Linked DNA regions of Mus musculus: all the other regions are linked to region 1. A link is a contact called in public promoter capture Hi-C data. All regions are on one chromosome and are shown on one strand. The core of a region is the stretch at or near the end of the contact, and the rest is flanking DNA. Distances in the headings are between cores, read along the strand shown.

What was found. Promoter capture Hi-C pulls out the DNA fragments that hold promoters and counts their contacts.
Region 2: a promoter capture Hi-C map of frontonasal cranial neural crest shows a contact between it and region 1. The contact joins the promoter of Rdh13 here to the promoter of Zik1 in region 1. A contact is called at or near these places in 4 of 39 promoter capture datasets (cranial neural crest, frontonasal cranial neural crest, maxillary cranial neural crest and 1 more).
Region 3: a contact with region 1 is called in a promoter capture Hi-C map of pre-B cells. The contact joins the promoter of Ccdc106 here to the promoter of Zik1 in region 1. A contact is called at or near these places in 5 of 39 promoter capture datasets (cranial neural crest, frontonasal cranial neural crest, maxillary cranial neural crest and 2 more).
Region 4: a promoter capture Hi-C map of pre-B cells shows a contact between it and region 1. The contact joins the promoter of Ppp1r12c here to the promoter of Zik1 in region 1. A contact is called at or near these places in 5 of 39 promoter capture datasets (cranial neural crest, frontonasal cranial neural crest, maxillary cranial neural crest and 2 more).
Region 5: a contact with region 1 is called in a promoter capture Hi-C map of pre-B cells. The contact joins the promoter of Zfp628 here to the promoter of Zik1 in region 1. A contact is called at or near these places in 5 of 39 promoter capture datasets (cranial neural crest, frontonasal cranial neural crest, maxillary cranial neural crest and 2 more).

The regions. Positions count from the first base shown.
Region 1 is chr7:10,493,996-10,496,695 of GRCm38.p6, forward strand. It overlaps Zik1 (zinc finger protein interacting with K protein 1), which reads right to left and starts at 1,386. Exons shown (of 4, transcript NM_009577.3): 1 at 1,147-1,386; 2 at 495-533. The coding sequence starts at 527.
Region 2 is chr7:4,444,274-4,446,980 of GRCm38.p6, forward strand. It overlaps Rdh13 (retinol dehydrogenase 13 (all-trans and 9-cis)), which reads right to left and starts at 1,384. Exons shown (of 7, transcript NM_175372.4): 1 at 1,174-1,384; 2 at 1-48. The coding sequence starts at 1,238.
Region 3 is chr7:5,055,449-5,058,148 of GRCm38.p6, forward strand. It overlaps Ccdc106 (coiled-coil domain containing 106), which reads left to right and starts at 1,278. Exons shown (of 5, transcript NM_146178.2): 1 at 1,278-2,211; 2 at 2,351-2,455; 3 at 2,544-2,700. The coding sequence starts at 2,181. It overlaps Gm15510 (predicted gene 15510), which reads right to left and starts at 1,668. Exons shown (of 4, transcript NR_166619.1): 1 at 1,305-1,668.
Region 4 is chr7:4,500,294-4,502,993 of GRCm38.p6, forward strand. Ppp1r12c (protein phosphatase 1, regulatory subunit 12C) reads right to left here and starts at 1,387. Exons shown (of 22, transcript NM_029834.3): 1 at 973-1,387. The coding sequence starts at 1,305.
Region 5 is chr7:4,913,833-4,916,532 of GRCm38.p6, forward strand. Zfp628 (zinc finger protein 628) reads left to right here and starts at 1,385. Exons shown (of 3, transcript NM_170759.2): 1 at 1,385-1,573.

The DNA of each region.
Region 1 (2,700 bases), core at 136-2,635:
AATTTCAAAACTAATCTAGACTCCTGCCACTTCCTCCATCTTCACCCTGGTGTAATCACTGCTAACACTTTCCCAAACTATTATGGCAGCTTCCCCCATGGTCTTATTGACTTCCTCACAATAACTGGGTTCTCCATGCCACAGAAACATGGAGGCTTATGTGACTAAGATTAGATCACCTCCCTCCTCTTCCCTTTCCTTTCCCTAAATGTTGAATTACTCTCATCACTCTAAAGCAGAACGCTGAGATTCATTCCAGATCTGAATCCTGCCCTGCTGCTTTCACTTCCCTCAGAAGAAAACACTTGGGGTTCTATGAACCACATGAGCCTCATCTCCAAACATTTACACATGCCAATCAATGCCTGCGTCAACCTTACAGATCACATTCTATTGTTTGTTACCAAAAGGAACTACTCCAATCTTCAATTTGTTAAGGCCCCTTTGACTCAAGACAAATATCTCAGTGACAGCCTAGGACATATTCTCCTCACCTGCATGAGGGCCATATCCATTTCTGCAGTCATGGACACCTGTGAGATGAGAGATGTTATGAATGATGGCAGGGACCCAAAGCTTTAGGTTTTCCTATACCCTCTCCCAACCCGGAGCAAAGTGACATAGGGATGCCCTCGTTACATCTGATCCTAAATCCTCAGTGCTTGTGCTTACTTATGGACCCTTGAACAATGACTCAACTGGCCTATAATATATCTCCACACAACTCCCAGGTTGGAAAACCCTAGGGTGGTCCAAGAACTAGCTGAGATGAGAATATACATACATATATACATACATACTCTCATCACGAGCAGCAGCTTTTTGGAAACCCTAAAACCCACACTCAAGTCTGTGTAGTTTTTCCATAACACGAATTCCTGTCATGGGGAAAATGGTACAACACTTCATCTCATTATTACGGGCCTAAATAGTCCACACTTCAGCGTCGCTCCAAGAAATTACACACACTATGGCCCTGGCTGTACCACTCCGCCTCCTCATTGTAGCTTTGCAAATAGAAAAGCCGAATCACGTACTCCTACTAATACAGGGATCTGGGGAGTAGCGACTTAAGGGGACTCCCTAATTCCGACTCTGCAAGATAAGTGGCGAGGACAAGGGAGCCACAAATGTCGCACCACTTACCTAAGCCTGGTGCATGAGCGTGGGCACAGCCATCCAAGTAAGCGAGCGCAGACAACGGGGAAACGGGGACGAGGGACCTGGACAATACTGCCACTGTCAGTGCCGGGGCTGCGATGAATATTACGCCCTTAGAACCGCTCCTTTGAGATTCTTCGATCCGTACACCTCTGGACAAAGGGGTCTTGCACACGATCTGGAAGGAGGGACCCAAAAACCGCTAAAATGAGCGCCACAGAGCGCAGCCGGAAATCCCGCCCCATTCCTCCAGCCAAACCCGAAGATGGTACTATCCTAAATTCTCATTGGCTCATGCTCCTCTCTCTGTGGATAGTGCATTCTGGGTAACGTAGTTCCTTCAGATATGCGTCTGTGGGTGGGGAAGCTGTGCAACTTCATCACCTGGAACAAAGGCCAAAAGGGATGTGTGCTGGGAAGCGCCATGTACGCTAGCAAACAACCCTTTTCATCTGTCTTCTTTTCTGAAGTCCTCGGCCATAGTCTGGGGCCACCCACCCCAGTGTTTTCCAACTTGGGGGCAAACAGAATACAAGGATGCTAGACTGGAGGTCAAAAGAGGCTGTGGTTGTATAGATGAACTCAAACTCCGGGGGAACTGCGGGATTTCTCCATGTGTACCCAAATGCTGGGCAGACATCCGATGGAGAGCCCATGCCTAGCCTCTTGAACTAGCTCAGGGCACTTGGCCTCCTAGTCCACTGTTGGAAGCCACTTGCAGGGAGTCGAATTTAAATCCATAGTGACTCCTACATTTCCCTGTTGTCTGCTTAAATACCCCCTCCCTTTGTATTCTAATACCACTCCTATGGCACTTGATTTGCCTCTTCTTCAGTGTTGCCCTAAGAGAACACACACAGCTCCTTAAGCTTCAACTAGATCTGTCCGGTAGCTAGAAAGTTGGCTGACTAGCCTGAATATCAATAAAAAGCAGAAATTGCCTCTCCAGGAAAAAAAAGAAATCAGGATCTGTGTGAGGCCAGCAAGTTCTGCAACTCGCCCTCTCCTGAGGGCGCCGCTTATAGAGGTAGAGAGCAGCAGCCACCAACTGGCCATAAACTAAATGTAACTCTTGTACACAACTACAAAAAAGACAAAGTTAAACAGAGTTCAAGCAAATCTTAAACTCCTAGCATATGAAAAGTTTTGTGTTTGTCTGTATTTGTATATTTGGCATCCATCAATCTCAGGACCAGAGATAGCTAAAGTTGTAACTCATGCTGATGTACACCATGCAATTCCTACAAAGGATGCCAGAGGGAAGAGAATTATTAGTTCTGGGCTAGCATGGTTACAGAGCATGAGTCAAACTAAAATATCAACAAATACCAACAGTGAAAGTCAATTGAACAGGTTGGAGTGTCTTTTCAATGATACTCAGTTGTCTAAATTTCCAAGTGGCTAGCTGAGCTTTCTACTACTTCTAGGAAACTAACTGGTCTGGACGCAGTCTTCTTTGCAGCTTGGTTTATTAAGGAAAAATGTGCCTTGAAAATCTCATTTTTGGGGGGGGGCACTTTCTGAAGCTATTTTGCATTG
Region 2 (2,707 bases), core at 134-2,633, 6.0 Mb before region 1:
CCAGGTATGGTGGCCTTGCTGGGACAAGCCCCACCAGCGACATAGTCCCTGAAGGTGAGAAACAGCACAGTGAGTTCTGTCTGCCTCGTGCCTGCCTCAAGATTTATGAGCTGGGGCAAAGCACTCGTAAGCTCACATCCATCACCAAAGCACCCAAACACACGGGAGTCCTCGTCATGGCCTCAGAAAAGGATTATACGTTGGAACATCTCCAAGAGGTAACAATCATTTATTCATACTTTTATAAAAACAAAAGACAATAGCCAGAAGTGGTGGTACACACTTGCAAGCCCAGTACTCAGGAGGCAATGGCAGGAATACCAGGAATTTAAGGTCATCATCCTCGACTACAGAGCAAGCTCAAGGCCAGCCTAGGCTACATGCTGCCTTGTCTATAGATGGATGGATGGATAGACAGACAGACAGACAGAATGCATGACGTTGGAAGGAGCATGTGTCAGAAGGGGTCCATGGAAGTTGGAGAACAATGATTGGGAAGCGGGTGTGTATACATCAAGAAGCTGGAGAGATGTCTCAGCAGTAAGAGCACTGCTGCTCTTACAGAGGACCCAGGATCAGCTCCCAGCACCCCACACGGTGACTCACAATAACTCCAGTTCCACGGGATCTAACATCTTCTTTTAACCTCCGAAAGCATAGCATATGCATACATGCGGGGGGGGGGGGGGCGGGGAGGGAAACACCTCATGTAAGCTGTTAGCGGTGACAGACACGCATGTCCTTGGTCCCAGCACTCAGGAGGCAGAGGCAGATCTCTCGTGAATTCAAAATCAGCCTGGTCAATATAACGAGTTCCAGGCCAGCCAAGGCTTCATGGTGAGACCCAGTCTGAAAAACGCAAGGAAGGAAAGAAGGACGGGGGAGGAGAGGAAAGGGAAGAAAGGAAGGAAGGGGAGGCAAACAGGCTGGGCAAAGAGGAAAGGGTAGAGAAGGAGTGGTCCAGAGATAAAATGAGCACAAGATCCATGCTCCACCCCTTCTCCCTAGGTGACCTTGAAGAGGTGACCCGCCCTCCTCTCCCGGAAAAGCCATACTAGTGAGCGGGAAGAATTCGTCCGAGGACTTAGGACAAGGGATACTTCTCTGGCCTTGTTTGGCATTCCCCTGTCGCAAACCTACCACCAAGCGCGCAGAGAAGACGCGCAGACTCACTTGAGCAGCACGGTGCCGCCGATCACCGTGCCCACTACGGACACCGGCAGCAGAAAGCGGCTCATCCCAGGCTGGGGAAAAGGGTGTCCGTGGGTCTGCACTCCAGGCCACTCCGCGGACGAACGCGCTGCCCAGGAACCCACGTGCGCTCGAGTAGCGTGAACGTGGAATCACACAGCCACCAGAACCCGGCTATGGGGAGTGACCAGATGTGGAGGCGGGGCTTTAGGAAGTAGGCCCATGGCGCACTTAATGCTGGGAAACGTAGTTTCTGGAGATGGAATGCGGCCGAGGTTGACAGGCGTGTCAGCTACCAGATCAAATGTCATCACACTCAACCAATCCAAGGGCGTCCTGAAGTTCGGGAAGAAAAAGAGAGAGAGAGAGAGAGAGAGAGAGAAAGAGGGGGGGAGGGAGGGAGGGAGGGAGGGAGGGAGGGAGGAAGGAAGGAAGGAAGGAAGGAAGGAAGGAAGGAAGGAAGGAAAGAAGGAAGGAAAGAAGGAAGAAATAAAAAAAATAGTAGCTGGGTGGTAGTGGTGCTCGCGTTTAATCCCAGCATTACGGAGACAGGAGCAGGCAAACCCATAAGTTTGTGGCCAGCCTGTTCTACAGAGGGAGTTCTAGGAAGCCAGATCCATGCAGAAGAATACTATCTGGGAGGAAGAAAATAAATAAAGTAGATAGATAGATAGTTTGGTACCAAGCATTTCCATTTCCAGACATCGAGACCCTGTAGAATGAACCATGGTTTTTCTCCTCTAAATAATAGTTAATGGTAGCACTTTCTGTGTAGGCCTTGTGAAGGAGGGAAGAAGGCTGGGACCTGGACCCCTGGGTCTGAGGGAGGAGGGTGAAGTATAGATTCCTGAGTCTGAGGGAGAAGGGTAGGATTTGGACTCTTGTGTTTAAGAGTGGAAGTCTGGGGTGTGGGCTTTGGATCTGAGGGAGGAAACTGAGACCTGGACCATTGGATTTGAAGGAAAAGAAGGATACTGGCTTTAAAACAACAGTGAGATGGTGCATGGGGTAGAGACACTTGTCATACAAGCTTTGCAACTTGTGTTTGATTCCTAGAACATGGTGGAAAGATAAAATCAACTCCCAAAAGTTGTCCTCTGACCTTCCACCACGGCATGTATGTGTCCACACACTTATACACCAAAAGGAAAGAATAATATATTTAAAACATACTAAAGTGTTAGTGTCTAGAAGCAGGAGAGGAGGAAAGGAAGACAGACAGACAAACAGACGAACGGACAGAAGGAAGGAAGGAAGGAAGGAAGGAAGGAAGGAAGGAAGGAAGGAAGGAAGGAAGGAAAAGAAAGGAAGTTAGGAAAAAGGCTATAGACAGTGGACAAATACATCCTGTCACTAGAAAATGTCAGCACACTTGACACCTGTTTGTCTTCATGAAGGTGACAAGGAGATAAATATTTTTCAATTATCAGATTGGCAACATTATAATAAATATTCAGTGTTGGCAAGGATCAGGGGAAACTCCCTGTTGGTGGGAGTCAATTATCTGGTGTTCCTG
Region 3 (2,700 bases), core at 28-2,527, 5.4 Mb before region 1:
CCGTTTTCCTCTGGGAGTTAGGCCTACTTCAGTTTCCCCAAACCTGCCATTTATTTATTTATTTATTTAGATAAGGTTGTAATGTAGTTCAGGGTGACATTGGATTTATGATCTTGCCTCCACTTCCAGAATACTGAAACTCTGGGCTTTGTGCATGCTAGGCACCTTACACACTGCGCAACATTCCTAGCATCTTTGGGAAAAAGGTTCTGAACACTACCCCTTCCCCACCCAAACTACAATCCACATTAATATACTTAAAAAAATAGCATCTTAGAGCATAAGCACAGCTTTATACAGTTCACCTGGCTTTATACAATTCTCTGTGGTTTGAAATACTGATCTAGGGCAGGTGGTTCCCCCTGGACTTGCTGACCCAGGATGCAGTTTATTTGTAAAAATGAACTGCTTAGTCTTGGTTGACACATTCAGTCTTCCTCTGCAAGGATGGTTTAAGTCATGCCTCTTAGGGCTTCAGAACCCCAAAGAGGATGCTGCTTGTGAACCGGAGAGGCAGTGTAGGTCTAATAAACATGTCTTCGCTGCTCCTTTCCTCTGATTGTGTGTGTGTATGTGCCCTATGCAGATAGCCTCTTTACACGACTTCTTTTGGGGCGGAAGGGAGAGGGGGAGTGTCTTAAAGGCTGTGCATCTACACCGACTGACTTCAAATAATATCAACAGCGCTTGGATCTTAAGCTCCAAGAGTGGTCCGGTTCTGGGCTGAGCCTTTGGTATGTCACACAACTACATCCTCTCAAAGGCTTTTAAGAGTAACTTCCCACTGAACAGGTGAGTAAACTGAGGCCATGGAGGAATGAGGAGCAAGGACTGGAGTGTAGCTGTTCCACAGGTGGCTCCAGTGTGGGCTATTCCTGACCCACACTTTGCGGAGAAGTAACCACCACACAACCCATTCTCACATCCTGGTCCTCTTATTCCTTTAATCCTTTTCGTGGATGGGGGTGGGTGGAGGTTATGGTAGGTTGGAGCGGCTAAGACTAAAGGTATGCATGTATTAATCAGCTACTTAGGGATCATTAAAGGAGACTCAAATTTCACTTCAATTTTCCTTACTGCCTCATACCTTCTGACTTTTCTCGGCCCACTGGTCACATAGCCACTCACCCGGAGGACCCCCGGAACCGCATCAGCTGTGCAGGATGAGAATTTCATGAGGATCCCTGCCTAGGCTTTGGGAAAGGAGGGGGGGGGGGTTGTGTGTGGGGTGGGGGTTGGAGGGGTGTTGCAAGGGGCTATCGCGCAAGTGCGGTCCCGACCTCCGCGCAAACGGCGGGCCTCACCTGGGCTCCAGGAAGAGGCGCCCCAGGCTCGGCAGGCCTGATTCGGTTAGTGCCCACGTCTCCGCGCTCCGCCATCCAGTTCTCCCCCTCCTCTGCCGCTACGCCCGCTTACTGGTGGGTGGGCGCTTCTCTCCGCGACACTTTGCAGACGCTCCCCTGCGCTGGGCATGGGCGCCGCCACTGCCGTCGGTCCCGGGGCTGGAGTCCGTGCGCGGGTGGGTGAGAGCGGGGCCTCGGCCCCTTGTACCCTGAGCACCCAAAGGCGGGGAACGGTGCCCACGGTCGACACCCCCATGCCGGTTGCCCATTCTGGGACCCTTCGCCACGGTCGCCCCCTCCCACTTGTGGGACAAAGGGTGGGGGCGCATCCCCACGCGTGACCTCCCACGCACTGCGCACGCGCCCAGCTCCCACTTCGGGGAGGGGCTTTACTCGCCCACGCGAGTGCGGGAGGAATGGGCGGCTGGGACAGGGGAACGCTTGCAGGATGGACCCCCTACCCCAAGAATGGAAGTTAGGGGTGGTTGTTTCTCCATTTATGGCATTGGGTTCGGAGATGGGCCATGATGAAGGGCTTTCTCATTCAGGCCAGGTCTCCCTGTGGTGTTGACCCCACGAGGAACCAAAGAATTTAAGGGCCGAGCCCCTTCACAACCAAGATTCCTCTCGCTGAGCCCCCTCGCTCTGGGTACATACTTTGGAAGCCTCTGACTCTGTCCAGAAGTATGGGTCCTTTCCTCCCTCAGACTGGTGATCCTTCCTTACTCCGGAGGGACAGGTATTCCACCTCTCCAGGGACTGCCGACTTTTGGTGACCTGCTTCTGTCCAGTGCCCCCAAGGGCTCAGTTGCTGGGTCTGCAGGAAGCCTCCTCGATATGAATGACAGAAACAACCGTTGGCGGACAAGTGAGGCACCTGGGGACCCTTTCTTTTCCCATCCTTGGTCTGACATTCTGGTTCCCTCTGTCCATGGGACAGCAATGGTTGGGGGTGGTCTATAAGGTTCAGGCCACTTCTGGGGTGACCTCTGCTGACCTCTCTGCAGTGAAGGACGAAGAGACCTTTGAGATCTCCATTCCCTTTGAAGAGGCACCCCACTTAGACTCACAAATCTTATACCGTCTGAGTCCGTCTCGGAGAAATGTTGAGGGTGAGCTGAGAAAGGGCATTGGAGGGACTGGAGTCAGGTGGGGTACTGCCTCACCCTGGGGCATGACCTCCGTCCCTGCTGTTCTTAGAGCCTCCAGAGGGCGCCTCCCCAACCCTGGCCCTGATGAGCAGTGTTAAGGCCCAGCTGCACATGGCACTGGAGAGGAACTCGTGGTTGCAGAAGCGCATTGAGGACCTGGAGGAGGAGAGGGACTTCTTGCGGTGTCAGCTGGACAAATTCATTTC
Region 4 (2,700 bases), core at 137-2,636, 6.0 Mb before region 1:
TAGGAGATGAACCAACAATAGGTGAAGTGGCCATGTAATTCCAGAAATAAGAAGGGCAGAGAAGGGCCTGGCATGGTGGCGCACGCCTTTAATCCCTGCACTGGGGAGGCAGAGGCAGAGGCAGAGGCAGGCGGATTTCTTAGTTGGAGGCCAGTCTGGTCTACAGTGAGTTCCCAGCCAGGGCTATACAGAGAAACCCTGTCTCGAAAAAAAGAAGAAGAAGGAGGAGGAGGAGGAGGAGGAGGGCAGAGACATAAGGACCTGCATTTGAGGATGGCCTGGGCTACATAGCAAGACCTTGTCTAAAGGAAAAACAACAAAACAAAAGGAAAAGTGGTCCAGCTCCTCGAAGAGCAAATGCCTACAAGTTTCCAGGAAGGCAAACAATGTAAACAGAGAAAGAGAGTTGAGGAGAAACTTCTATAAGAGGTGACAAGCTCCCCAAATTGGGGGGGGGGGGGATGAATTGATAATGTAATTAAGGACATGGGATTGTAGGTAAGAGAAAAGATTAAAAAAAAAAAAAAAAGCAAAGGATGACGCGACAGAGGAAATGCCTTTTCAAGGAAACAACGTGGTACACTGTCCTGAGGCCACAACGTACAGCACAAGTCACGGGAAGAAGAGGAAGGCACAAACAGGATGGACCTTCAAAGAAGTGACACTGAAGGACCTGGGCCTAAAGAGGGTCAAGTCAGAGTGCAGGAGAACGAAACCACAGGCCTGGGTCAGGAAAGACTTCAGCACAGTCAAACAAGTACCAGCTAGGAAAGGAGGAACCCGGCCAGCATAGGCACGGAAGTAAGCGATGCTGCAAAAAATGCACGGGAGAGAGATGACAGCACGAATGACAGAGAAGAGGCGGCCACAGAGCAGGCGGGATCCTCAGCGATGGCACAGTCGAGGGGAGGTGGATCAGGGCCGAGGAGGGAGGATGCCCGAGTGGCGAAGACGCGGGGCGGGGGCGCTGACCTGGTGCAGGGCGCTGATGCCATCCGCGTTGGTGGAGTCGAGCACGGCACGGGCAGGCGGAGGGACGGCGGGGTCGGACGCAGCGCCGGAGCCGGGACCGGGATCCGCTGCGCGCAGCATCAGGCGAGCCTCGTCCAGATCGCCCCCCGCGCAGGCCGCCAGGAACTCAGCGGCGCGCTCGAAGCGGACCGTGCGGGCTCGCCGCTCCCCGGGGCCCGGGTCGGCGCCCGCCCGAGCCCCCCACTGCCGCAGCTGCTCCTGCCGCCGCTCACGGGCGGCCGCAGCAGCCGCCGCCGCCCCCGGGCCCGCTGCCGGACCATCCTCGCCGGACATCGCGCCGGCCGCTCGCCCGCCTACTAAGCGAGCGAGCGAGCACCGGGCGACGAACAGCCGCCACCCGCCCGCCCCGGGGGCCGCCGGGAACCGCCGCGCGACAAGCACCGCCCAGAAGCTCGCCCAGCCCCCGCTCGGTATATTGACGTCACGGCGCCGACCCAAAGCCCTCTGGGTAACCGAGTCCCGCCTGAGACTTGCGTAGCTATCGCTGGGGGCAAGGGCCTAAAAAGAAGCCCCTCGTAGCGAGCTGGGAAGTGGAGTTTCTCCCCATTGAGGAGCCTTGCATAACTTGAGCAGATAGGTTAGAGAATGAGGCAGCCGGCAGGCCGGCAGAAGTGCTGGGAAATGGGTTCTACAAGCGGAAGTCTTCGCTAGACTCGCTATATATCCTGAGGCACGTTTAGAAATCCGGAGCTGGAAGGGGTCGAACGAAAAACTCAAAAGGCACGCCCTCAATCCCAGCACTTGGGAGGCAGTGAGTTCGAGGCCAGTCTGGTCTGATCCTGGTCCTGAGTTCCAGGACAGCCAGAGCTACACAGAGAAACCCTCTCTCGAAAAAACAAGCAAAAAGAGAACTGCCTAAAGGAGGACATGTCCCTAGGGAGTGCTGGGAATCTGGGTAGAGCGGCCGGACAGGCTACTGGGGCATGCTGGGAAATGTAGTGTACTTTGTAAAGTGACTACCCCAAGGCGCATGGGAAATGATAGCGGATAGCGGATCCTGAGAGATAGAAATAAATTTTGCATACTTTTTACGATTTGTTTTGAGATAGGATGGCGCTCGAACTCATTAATAATGCCCTTGAACTTCTGATCTTCCTGTCTCCATCTCCTAATTGCTGGGATTACAGGAGTCTGTTTGTTTGTGTGTGTGTGTGTGTGGGGGGGGGGTTATTTTTGTTTTGAGACAGGGTCTCAGTATGTAGCCCTGCCTGGTTTGAAGCTCACTATGCAGACAGAATGGCCTCGAACTCACAAAACTCCGCCTCCTCCTGCCTCTGGAGTGATGAAATTAAAGGAGTGCCACCATGCCGTACTTGTTTTGGTTTTGAATCTGTCCCTCTCCCATCGGCTATAAGTAAACTCGATTTGTTTTCTTTGAGACCCTCTTAGTCCTAATGACTAGAACTAAGCCTGAGAGTAGGCAATAAAAAATATTTCGAATGAATGAATGAATGGGCTCCCTAAGGCATCAGGTAGACCAAGGGCCGACGGGAAATTGAGTTCTCAAACAAGATTAAAGCTTGTCACCGCCAAACTCATCTTTTAACATGGCGATAAAGTTCCCGAGCAAAGTTCAAGGAAATCAGATAACATAGGGCAAGCTGGGAAATGTAGTCTCAAGGCCACGCCTCCAAAGGGTTCAGCTCCAGACTTCCAAATATGTCTCAG
Region 5 (2,700 bases), core at 135-2,634, 5.6 Mb before region 1:
TAATTGCTATTTTCCAGATGTAATTGCCATCTCTGATGTCTACTGTTGAATAAACTCACCCTTTCTAGCTCTTTCTGAATTCTGGCTGGCTGGTTCAACTCAGCTTCTCTGGCCTAAACACCTCTCCAAAGTGACTGATTCTCTCAGCTTCTGACTGAATTGCTCTGCTTGACCTCAAACTAACTCTAGAAATCTGTTCTAATTTGGCTTCTTTTTATTCTCTGGCTCATTGTGTCTTCACCTGCAACTTGTCTCTATAAAACCATCTCTATGAAAACTACCTCTGAACTCCTCTGCATAGCCTCTCAACTCACTGATTCAACTGAACTGGTTGCCTAGAACTCAGAGATCTACATGCCTCTATCTCCTGAGTGCTGGGATTAAAGGCATGCACCACCAAACCTGGTCCTAAGCTTTTCCTTACCTGAAACTTGCTCTATTCCAGGCTGGCCTTGGACTCAAAGAGATCTGCTTGCCTCTGTCTCCTGGAATTAAAGGTGTGTACTAAGGTCATATCTGTGTTCCAGCCACAATAGCCATGTTGCTGGATTAAGACTCCTCTATGGCTTCACTGGGCAGCGAGCATCAGTACCATCAGTCTGAGCCATCTCACCAGCCCTCTAAGTTAGGGCTGGGGTGATAGCTTTGTAGTTAAGAACAACTGCTAGTTTTACAGAGGACTGGGCTTCGGTTCCTTGGGACCACACCAGACAGTTCACAACTGCCCTGTAACTCTAGCTCCAAAGGATCTGACACTCTGTTTTGGCTTCCTCAGGCACCAGGCACACATGGGGTGCACAGACATGCATGTGGGAACTCACATATACAGAGAAGGTAAAAATAAATAGATCTTAAGAAAAAGGCAGCCGGGCAGTGGTGGCGCACACCTTTAATCCCAGCACTTGGGAGGCAGAGGCAGGAGGATTTCTGAATTCGAGTCCAGCCTGGTCTACAGAGTTCCAGGACTGTCTCGGAAAAAAAAAAAAAAATTCAAGGCCAGCCCGTGCTACATGAGCCTACAAGAGCCCATTGTCTCAAAAAGTAAAAAACAAAAACAAAAAACAATTAAGACAACAAAAATAATCTATCCGAAAGTCTCAGCACAGGCTCAGAAAGCAAGCTTGGCCCCAGATACCAGCAGGCAGGGGAAAAAAAGCAGGCTTGTAGGGGCAACTCAGACTCCCGAGACCCAGGCCATCCCAGGCCATGCAGGAAGGTTGAGTGCCTCAGTTTCCTTCCCAGCACGAGGGAACAGGGTCTGCGTGTACACCACGGGCCTGAGGCTTGGACCCCCGGGATTCTGCATCTGGCGAACCCCAGCAGTGGGTGGGGCCGGGCCGGGCTTGGCGCGTTGCGTCATGACGCACGAAGGCGGCGGCGGCGGGGTTTGTGTGCGCGAGAGGCCGCCGATAAAGGTTGAGTGCCTCGCGCCGGGGGCCGTGGGGAGGGAGCGCGCCCCCGCCCCCTCCCGGGCCGCGGGTCCCGCAGCGCTGTGCCGGGCCCCGCTTCCCGTCAGCCCCCGCGGGAAGGCCCTGGGGTTCTCCTTGATCCCCCTCCCCGACCGGGGCCACAGGTGAGAGACCGGAGGGCGCGGTGGGGGAAGGGCCGGAGGGCGGAGTCGTTTGGAGAACGGCGAGCGGGAAACCGGAAGGGGTACCTTAAAGGGAAGGTCGCTATTTCGCCTCCGATATTTAATCTGTTAGGCCGGCTCCGCCCTCTTAAAGGGGTAAGGACAGTGTGTTTAGCTGCATTTTTGCAAAGCTTCCTGCCCTTTCCCTTCTCCCCTTTCTCCTAAAAGGGGGTTATTTCCTTAAAAGCGGGTGATAGTTTCCCAAACATTGAAGGAAAAGTTTCATAATTCTGCTGGTCCCTAGACTATCTGAACAAAGAGATCTTTTTTCCCTCCCAGATAAAACCTCATGTAGCTTAGGATGCCGTCAGACTCACTGTATAGCTGACAATGACCTTAAATTTACGATCCTGCTGCCTTCATCTGCGCGCTGGGATTACAGGCCTGCCTGTGCCACCACGCCCAGTTCTATGGTGTACTGTGACAAGAACCCAGAGCTTTGTGCATGCCAGTCATTAACCCTTAATAACCGAGCTACATCCCAAACCCCAAGAGCTTCCTCGTAAAGCCCAGACGCTTAAAGGGCACTCTCACTGCTAAGATGGGTCCCTGTTCCGTTGGGCCTCTTGTGTTAAAAGATATGGCCTCAGAGGCACAGACAGTTTCTGAACCTCATTTGTCACCTACACGCCAAAAGGAACAACAGCCCTTTAAAAAAACAATCCTTCATAGCCTATTGCCCTTTGAAAAAGAAATCCTTTATAACCTGTCAAAAGGGGGTGCCTCCCTCTCTTCACTCAGACTGTCTTTACTGAGCATGCTCTCTCCTGATGTTTTGGTGGGTGATGGATGCATCAGAGAACGATCGATCGAACGAAGCAGAGGTTCTCTGTTTGGATGATGTGAACATTGACAGAGTAGAACAAGCAGTAAGAGACTTATATGTTGATGGGACTGTCCTGGGGTACTGTCACTGCAGTACTGACTTCAGGATTTACTAGGGAAGGGTCAAGCTGGCACTGTGTTTTGTTACCAGTGGCATCCATCCTATTGAGTCAGGAATCCTGATGAACACCCATCCATTTATTAGACAGCCCCTCTGACAAAGAATGACCTGTCTCCAAATCTCT